Regions from separate parts of the Mus musculus genome. Here regions 1 and 2 are each linked to region 3. A link is a contact called in public HiChIP or PLAC-seq and promoter capture Hi-C data. All regions are on one chromosome and are shown on one strand. The core of a region is the stretch at or near the end of the contact, and the rest is flanking DNA. Distances in the headings are between cores, read along the strand shown.

Evidence for each region. HiChIP or PLAC-seq counts read pairs in DNA pulled down with a chosen protein or histone mark. Capture Hi-C pulls out chosen DNA fragments and counts their contacts.
Region 1: a contact with region 3 is called in a promoter capture Hi-C map of liver. The contact joins the promoter of Cldn7 here to the promoter of Tnfsf12 in region 3. A contact is called at or near these places in 9 of 39 promoter capture datasets (the C10 cell line, HPC-7-derived erythroid cells, cranial neural crest and 6 more), 2 of 484 Hi-C or Micro-C datasets (the G1E-ER4 cell line and bone marrow-derived macrophages), 9 of 115 datasets of contacts at active chromatin or transcription factors (bone marrow-derived macrophages, craniofacial prominence, embryonic basal ganglia and 6 more) and 3 of 9 other capture datasets (adipose tissue, liver and pancreatic islet).
Region 2: a FOXA1 HiChIP or PLAC-seq map of pancreatic cancer cells shows a contact between it and region 3. The contact joins the promoter of Cntrob here to the promoter of Tnfsf12 in region 3. A contact is called at or near these places in 1 of 39 promoter capture datasets (cranial neural crest) and 1 of 115 datasets of contacts at active chromatin or transcription factors (pancreatic cancer cells).

What each region holds. Positions count from the first base shown.
Region 1 is chr11:69,964,019-69,966,718 of GRCm38.p6, reverse strand. Cldn7 (claudin 7) reads right to left here and starts at 1,298. Exons shown (of 4, transcript NM_016887.6): 1 at 570-1,298. The coding sequence starts at 792.
Region 2 is chr11:69,322,472-69,325,171 of GRCm38.p6, reverse strand. It overlaps Cntrob (centrobin, centrosomal BRCA2 interacting protein), which reads left to right and starts at 1,299. Exons shown (of 19, transcript NM_172560.3): 1 at 1,299-2,482. The coding sequence starts at 2,210. Trappc1 (trafficking protein particle complex 1) reads right to left here and starts at 1,186. Exons shown (of 5, transcript NM_001024206.2): 1 at 1,106-1,186; 2 at 916-1,014; 3 at 707-777; 4 at 210-348. The coding sequence starts at 1,014.
Region 3 is chr11:69,694,841-69,697,540 of GRCm38.p6, reverse strand. It overlaps Tnfsf12 (tumor necrosis factor (ligand) superfamily, member 12), which reads left to right and starts at 1,443. Exons shown (of 7, transcript NM_011614.3): 1 at 1,443-1,945; 2 at 2,100-2,147. The coding sequence starts at 1,787. It overlaps Tnfsfm13 (tumor necrosis factor (ligand) superfamily, membrane-bound member 13), which reads left to right and starts at 1,443. Exons shown (of 13, transcript NM_001159503.2): 1 at 1,443-1,945; 2 at 2,100-2,147. The coding sequence starts at 1,787.

The DNA.
Region 1 (2,700 bases), core at 49-2,548, 270 kb before region 3:
CCAGAACCCGCCCGGGGCGCCAAGGTTTCGATGAAACCGTTCCAGGTAGGGGGGAAGGGAGAAAGGGGGCGAAAGAGAAGTGCAGGTGGCGGCTAAGGCCCTCGCTCCAGCCACACCAGCCGGCGCGTGTCCTAGCTTTGGCCCCGCTATCGAGGCCACCGAGTTTGTGGCTTCAGCTAATCGGCCGATAAGATTAGAGGCCACAAGTACGGTCCCACGTCTAACGAGGGCACGATTCCGCGGCCCTGAGAACCTCCGTCCCTCTTCTCCTTTTGTCCAGAGAAAGAAGCAGGGGAAGAGAGAGACCACTGACTGCCAGGGGTTGGGGGGTGCTTCGCCCAGGAAACCCCCCCAAAAAAAATCTGGGCAGAGGGGCGTGGACCCACGTGGGACACCCAGATCAGATCCCAGGCACGCTCTCTCTCTGTCCCACCGACTGAGCCCAAGGCGTCCACTTCCTCCTCCCTGGCAACCCCGGGCGCCGGGCAGTGCGGCCTGGGCCCTGCCCCACACCCAACCCGGCCACCTTGACCCTGGGCACGTCCGCCCCGTCGGTCCCACGGCCTTACCCGGCAGGGCGAGCACCGAGTCGTACATTTTGCAGCTCATCATGCCGGTGCTCTGCGTGACGCACTCCATCCAGAGCCCCTTGTACATGGCCTGGGCTGTGATGATGTTGTCGCCCGCATAGGAGCTCATCTGCCACTGAGGGATGGCAGTGCTCGCTATCAGGCCCACCCAGCCAAGCATGGCCATTGAAAAGCCCAGCAGTTGCAGGCCCGAGTTGGCCATTTCCTTGTCTCAGAAAAGACGGGACGCGCCGGGAGGGCGACCCTACAGTAAAGCAAAAAAACAAAAAAACAAAAATCCGGGGAGCAGCAACACAAGAAAATTTGGATAGAGATTTAAGTCACCCAAAGGAGAAAAAGATTTTTTTTTGGACCGGGTAACTACAAATCTTGTTAACCGAGGTAAACACAAATCGTCCCCTCCGGTGAAGCGACACTCTCACAGCAGAGGGAACCGGCTTCGCCCGAAGGACTGGTTCCAGACAAAAGCGGTCCCCGAAGGCCGGGCGGTTCCTACCGGCGTGCTCCGAGACTACCCAAAGAAGTGGAGGGGCCGTTAGGGCGTGGCCCCCAGAAAGTATGCGGGCCCTTGGGCCCCAGGCTGCGGTGCGCGGCACAGGGAGCTGGCGGTGCGGCGGCAGGTGCGGGCGAGCAGGTGCGGCGCACCTGAGTATATATATGCAGGACGTCGGGGACGCGCCCCCGCAGGCACCCGGAGCGCTGCAACTTGGGCGGGACCAGAGGGGCAGTCGAGTGACCTGACGTCACTGAAGGGACACTCACCTGAACCGGAAGTCTTGGCCCCTACCCCCTCCTCGTCCAGGTGAAGAGGAAGAAACCTGAGCTCCAGGGTCACGCCCCTTCATTTGCCTGGCTCTAACCGTTGATGGGAAATAGGCGACGGCTTCTCAGAAGTCCCTGGGGTCGGAGTCTGCCCTGCAGACTCCAAGTGGCCCCTTCCTCTCCTTTCCATACAGGTGCGCCTGGGTCGCTGCGGAGCCAGTACCCTCAGACGCCCCTGGAAAGGCTCCTCGCCATCCTTCCCCTGCAGGTTTCGGCGCGTGCCACTTGTCCAGCCCGACTTTCGTCTCCACTCTCAGCTCTTTTTTTCTTTAGTCTCCTACCAAGGCCTGTCTCATCATCAGGGGCCCTAACCCATTACGGTAAAATCACCCGTGCTGCATGCACCCTTCTAGGAATTTCTACTCTCAGACAGTCTAGCAACCTACCGCTTCACCGCTCAAGCCCTCCACAAGACACGGCTCTCCGACAGTCCTCCCACAGGCCTGGTCCCAGGACCAGGTAGGTACAGGACTTAGCACCTGAGCCTGTCAGTGTCTCCTCCAACATAGAGGCTCCTTCTACCCGAAGGAGTTTTCCGAGGGTGGGGAGAAGGGTAAGACCTAGGTCAGAGAGTCTGACACGACACGCCCAACATTCCCCTCCCCAGGTTGTCATTTCTGGTTTACCTTCATTTTCCTCACTTCCTTCTCCATCCACACACTTTCTCTTTCCTTCATTCTGAGCTTCCGGGGACCTGTTTGTGTGCCCTTTCGGTGCCCTCCGACCCACTCTAGCATCTTAATTCATCCCTTAGAAAGTCTAGCTTAAGGCTGGGGAGATGGCTCAGGGGTTAAGAGCACTGACTGCTCTTCCAAAGGTCCTGAGTTCAAGTCCCAGTAAACACATGGTGGCTCACAACCATCCATAATGAGATCTTGACACCCTCTTCTGGTGTGTCTGAAGACAGCTACAGTGTATTTAAATATAATAATAAAATCTTAAAAAAAAAAATAGAAAGCCTAGCTCAGCCTCCACTCCTTCCAGCTTTCCCAGAACTTTGACCATCCTTCCTCCCAGCTTGGCTTCTAAGGTTCTCATTTATCTTTCCCCTTTTCCTGCCTTCTGCATTTTTATTCACCCCCCCCAACACACACACACACACACACACACACACACACACACACACACACACTTCCAGACTAAGGTTGCTCCCTCCAGACCCTTGGAGCCCAGTAGCCCAGTGTGTCCATCACTGCCCCCCTGAACTCTTTCTAGTTCTTTCTTCCAGTCTACCTCTCCTACAACCTCCTTCCACCTCTCAGACCTTCACAGGTCTTTCTTCCTTTTG
Region 2 (2,700 bases), core at 50-2,549, 370 kb after region 3:
TATAATTAAAATAAGAAATACATCATTTATAAAAAAAAAACCCAAAAACCTGCACAAGCTCTCCCTTAGAGAAGCTATTACTGTTTAAGGAGCTAAAGGCTCTGGAGAAAACTGAGTTCAACAGGGATGTGATACAGAAGGATAAGGGCAGAAAACCCGAGGGACTCCTAGGGCTCTAGGAGGAAAAGGGTTCCTCTACTGACACTGACCGCACTGTAGATATGGTGTAGAACATCTCGGATAGGGCCCACGCCCAAGTCAGTATTCATGACAACCTTGATTCCAGTGGGAGTCTCGTAGTAATGGAGTTTGTAACGGCTAGTTTGGAAAGACAGAAAGCCATCCTTCCTGCAGAAATGAGTATTCAGACAGGAGTGAAATCACTCCCAAAGAAATATTTGTGATGCCCTCAAGGTCAACTCCTTCCTATTCATATAGATAGTTTGTAGCAGGTTCATTGAGTAAAAACACCTCCGGTCATCCCCACCCCCGATGTAATTGCAACTGCCTTCACTCTCTCCCCACTTTCAGACCATTCCTGTATCCGCTCCTGCCAGCTTCAAGATTCTCGATCCAGATTCAGCCTCTCTAAAACACACCCTCCCCTCTTTGGGGCCACACGCCACTTCCATTCCAAAACAATATCTCCTGTTCCCAAGGCTGGCTAGCTAGCCCTCCCTTCAACACCCCTCTAAAACCACCGTACATGTCTAGCGGGGACATCTTGCTGACAAACGAACGAATGGAGAAGAGCATTCCATACATCAGCTTGTACTCCTGGAGGGAGAGGTGGTAGAATTAGATCTCGGTTATGGAGGGGGGACAGGATGGGAATAGGAAGGACTTGGGATTTGGAGGAAGAGGACTGGACTGGGACTATGTGCATTTGGGGATTCGCTGGGACCCTCCGATCACCTCTTCCTTAGGGATCCCTGCTTGCTTCTTGCGGTGCCACTCGCTGTAGTGTAGACACACTCCATTCCGGTCAAAAAGGTACAGATTGTGGACAGTCATCTGCAAGATAAAGAGCCTCGCTCAGTGGCTGGTACCCAACTCTCTAGAACCTGATTCTTCAGCCAGGTGGGAACCCCACCCCCGGACTCACCGGAATTGCTCTGAAAGAGGGTGACAAGCTACTTCCGGTTTATAAAGCCCAGCTGGGTCGTAAGCGGCAACCTCAAGAACCCTTAACTCCGCCCCGATAGTCTTACTAGACTCCGCCTCCCTCCTGAAGCCAATCCGTGGTCGCCGATGCCGCGCGCATGCGTGCCCACGTTCCCGGGCCTCTGAAGCCCAGTGATGTGCGGGGAGCTTGGTCTCGCGGGCGGGTGACGTAATTCGGTTGGAGGCGGGATTGCAAGCGGTGGGCGGGAGGCTGCCAACGGTTTTGCAAGCTAGTGTCGCGCTAGGGAGGTTGGCCTTTGGTCTTTCTCTGTGGAGGTTATGGGGCTTGGGGGACAGTCCTCCTCATCTTGGGAAACCAGGGCCGACATGCTCAGAGTAGTCGGAGCCAGGTGGTTGCGGTAGAGAATACCAGGCGGCTGGTTGCCGGGTGTATGTCTGTGCGCGCGCGCGCCCCTTTTATTGAGATTTCTTAGGGTGGGATAGGGAGGAATTCTATGGACCTCTGCTGTGGCTTTTTTTTTATCAGGAAGGATTAGAGGGGAAATCCGAGGAAGTCGACTCTGGGTGGGACAGGTGAAGAAAGGGCGAAACGGGGGTGTTGTGGCATTGAAGTCTTGCCTCTTTCTTCACTAAAACCAATTGGGGGACATACATTGGGCCAGCTTTGGTTTGAGGTCTGTTTCAGTTTGCACATTTTGAGTGTGGGGAAAAAAAAAAGCTAACCATGGTTAACCCGTGCCGAAACTGATTTGCAATTTCCAGGACCCTAGTTAGGAGGAAGGAACTGCAGCGGTTCTGTCTCCCTGCATGCAGGTCTTCTGACCATTCCCCTGACTTTCTGCCTTGCACATCCGCTTTTAACCGTTCCCAGGAGTTGGGAGAAAGAATGTGTTTGCCCTCTCCATGGTCTCTGGAGTCAGTGGACACTCCTCTAACCAGAAAGCTCATTTGTTGAGGACCCAAAGTGTCTTCCTCCCTTCCAAATCTTTCTTCTTTGTGAACTTATCCACAAGTTTGGACCCCTCTCAGAACTGAGGCAGGAGTTCCCAGTCCCCTGCTGAGTCCAGTTGTCTCTTCACTGTACATGGCGACAGCAGCCCCCAGTCCCAGTTCTCCTCTCCGACCTGAGGACCTCCTGAGCGATTCGTCAGAGCCTCCTGGGTTGAACCAGGTGTCCTCCGAGGTGACCTCCCAACTGTATACTTCTTTGCATCTCAGCCGCCAAGCTGAGGCCACGGCCCGGGCCCAGCTGTATCTAGCTCCCACCTCCTCACCTCCTAACGAGGGCTTAGACAGCTTGGCTCAAGAACTGAGTCGCAGCTTGTCCGTTGGATTGGAAAACAACTTGAAGAAAAAGGTGAGAGAGGTGCGTCTTGGAGATCTCTCGGGTGTTAGAAAGCATTAGGTTCCTGGGCTTTCAGGTTAGCTTTGCTGTGGCTTGCGTCTATTAATTAGATTTAAACGATCTCCTCCAAGCACACAGGGCTTTCATGCTTTTTTCTCACAGAAGATACTTTTGAGGGAATGGCATAAACCTATAATTTGGGAAGTTATGACGGTTCCTAGGGTTTTGCT
Region 3 (2,700 bases), core at 194-2,693:
GAGGGTGGGGGAGGGGAGAGAGAGAGTTGATGATCCTTGAATCTAATGTCTTTCTTCTTGTTTCTTCTCTGCTTGTAGTTGGTCTTTGCTGCTTTATAGGTTCTTTTCCCCACTTTTATTTTTTCTTCTTCTTCGAGACAGGGTTTCTCTGTGTAGCCCTGGCTGTCCTAGAACACACTGTATAGAACAGGCTGGCCTCAAACTCAGAAATTCGCCTGCCTCTGTTTCCCAAGTGCTTTCCCACCTTTTATTACCCCACACCCTGTGTCTCACCTCCTATCATTAGATAGAAGAAAAAGGACAGCCGGGCCTGGTGGCACACACCTTTAATCCCAGCACTGGGGAGGCAGAGGCAGGTGGATTTCTGAGTTGAGGCCTGGTCTACAGAGTGAGTTCCAGGACAGCCAGGGCTATACAGAGAAACCCAGTCTTGAAAGAACAAAAAGCAAAACAAAACAAAACAAAAAACTCTCCTCAGGGCTGGGCAGTAGTGGCACACACCTTTAATCCTAGCACTCAGGAGGCAAAGACAGGTGGATTTCTGAGTTCAAGGGCAGCCTGGTCTACAAAGTGAATTCCAGGATAGCCAGGGCTACATAGAGAAACCCTGTCTTGAGAAAAACAAAAAACAAACAAAAACCACAAAACCAAACAACCAAACAACAACAAAAACAAAATTTCAGAATTGTCACCACACCATCTCCCCTAAAACAAGGGGCAGAGCTAGTGAGGCAGCTGTCTCTGGCCTCCTGCTCAGATAGCTGCACACTGTACACATAAACAACTTTACAAACTATCTTTTTTTTTTTTAAAGATTTATTTATTTATATGTAAGTACACTGTAGCTGTCTTCAGACACTCCAGAAGAGATCTCGTTATGGTCGTTATGGATGGTTGTGAGCCACCATGTGGTTGCTGGGATTTGAACTCCTGACCTTCAGAAGAGCAGTCAGGTGCTCTTACCCACTGAGCCATCTCACCAGCCCACAAACTATCTTTTAAAAACATATTCTTTATTGCAGAGGTGGTGATCCATGCCTCCAGGGTGCATTAATCCCAGCACTCAGGAGGCAGAGGCAGGGGGATCTTTCTGAGTTCGAGGCCAGCCTGGTCTACAGAGTGAGTTCCAGGACAGCCAGGGCTACACAGAGAAACCCTGTCTTCAAAAACCAAAAAAACCAAAAAAACAAAAAAACACCCAAAACCAAACAAAAAGAACAACAACAACAAAACCCAAACCAGGATGAGCTGAAAAAATAACCTATGCTGGGAAGGAGGTAATTAGCAGACTTGAAACAAGTTGGGGGGAATTCTGGAAGAGGGAATCTCAACTCAGAAACTGAGTCCATCAGATTGGCCTATAGGCAAGCCCTTTGGGGGCATTTTCATGATTAATGATTGCCGTGGGAGGGCTCAACATACTGGGGCGGTGCTGAGTTCCTGGGGCCAGGGCCCGCGTCCCATCCCTGGCACACTGGCCTGGGTGGGTGCCTGTCCACTTCTGCTTTCACTGGCCCTCAGAGTTCTTGGTCTGGAGTGCCACTGCGGTCGCCTGCCTGCACGCGCCCGGGCGCAGGACGTCTCTTACTTCTTGCACAGCACTCCGGGGAGGTTGGAGTTTAATCACACAAACAGTGTCCGGCTTCCTGTCCTCATCCGCCCCCCCTCCGGCCCGCTTCCCTGGTCCCTCCCTCTCCCCTGGCCCGATCCGCCCACCAGCTCCCCCTCCCCATCCCTCGGGTCCCGGGATGGGGGGGCGGTGAGGCAGGCACAGCCCCCCGCCCCCATGGCCGCCCGTCGGAGCCAGAGGCGGAGGGGGCGCCGGGGGGAGCCGGGCACCGCCCTGCTGGCCCCGCTGGTGCTGAGCCTGGGCCTGGCGCTGGCCTGCCTTGGCCTCCTGCTGGTCGTGGTCAGCCTGGGGAGCTGGGCAACGCTGTCTGCCCAGGTGAGGCCCTCAGCATACCCCTTTCTGGGTATCTTAGGAGCAGAAAGTGCAGAGAAGCAGATGGGGGCCGGGTGGGCAGAGGGCCAGGGGATCGGAGAAGGGGTGGAGGATGAGATGTCAGAAGGACAGGGTGACGCTGCCTCCTTCCCAGCAGGAGCCTTCTCAGGAGGAGCTGACAGCAGAGGACCGCCGGGAGCCCCCTGTGAGTAGGTGTGGATGCTGCGTTCGGGATGCCAGCATGGAAAATGTGTCTAAACTGAGCGTTGGCTTGCTGTGACAGTTGTGTGAGGTGTGTGCAGGGAGACTCCAGCTGGCACTAGTTTAAGACTGAGTGTGCGGAGTGAACCAGCCCACGTGGGTATGTCGGTGTGTACAAGAGGGTGATCTGGATATAAGGGGGCAACTTTACCAAGGTGAGAGTTGTGCTGCCCGAGTGGAAAGTGCTGATTGGCTGTGACGTCTGAACCAGATACCAGAGAATGATAATGTATCACCTATGCATACATGCTGTCTGTCTCTGCCCCACCTTCCTGAGATCCTGTGCAGGTGTGTGTGTGTGCGTGTGCGTGTGCGTGTGCGTGTGCGTGTGCGTGTGTGTGTGTGTGAGTAGACTGCAGGTTGTTGATTGGGGCTGAGCCTCACTCTCCAGTTTGGCCAACCCCTAACCTCCCAGGTTTTGTGTCTGTTACTGGCTGATGGTTCTTCTGACAGGCTCTTTGCTTGTTTGTCTCTGGGAGGTCCTGTTTGAACCCTGC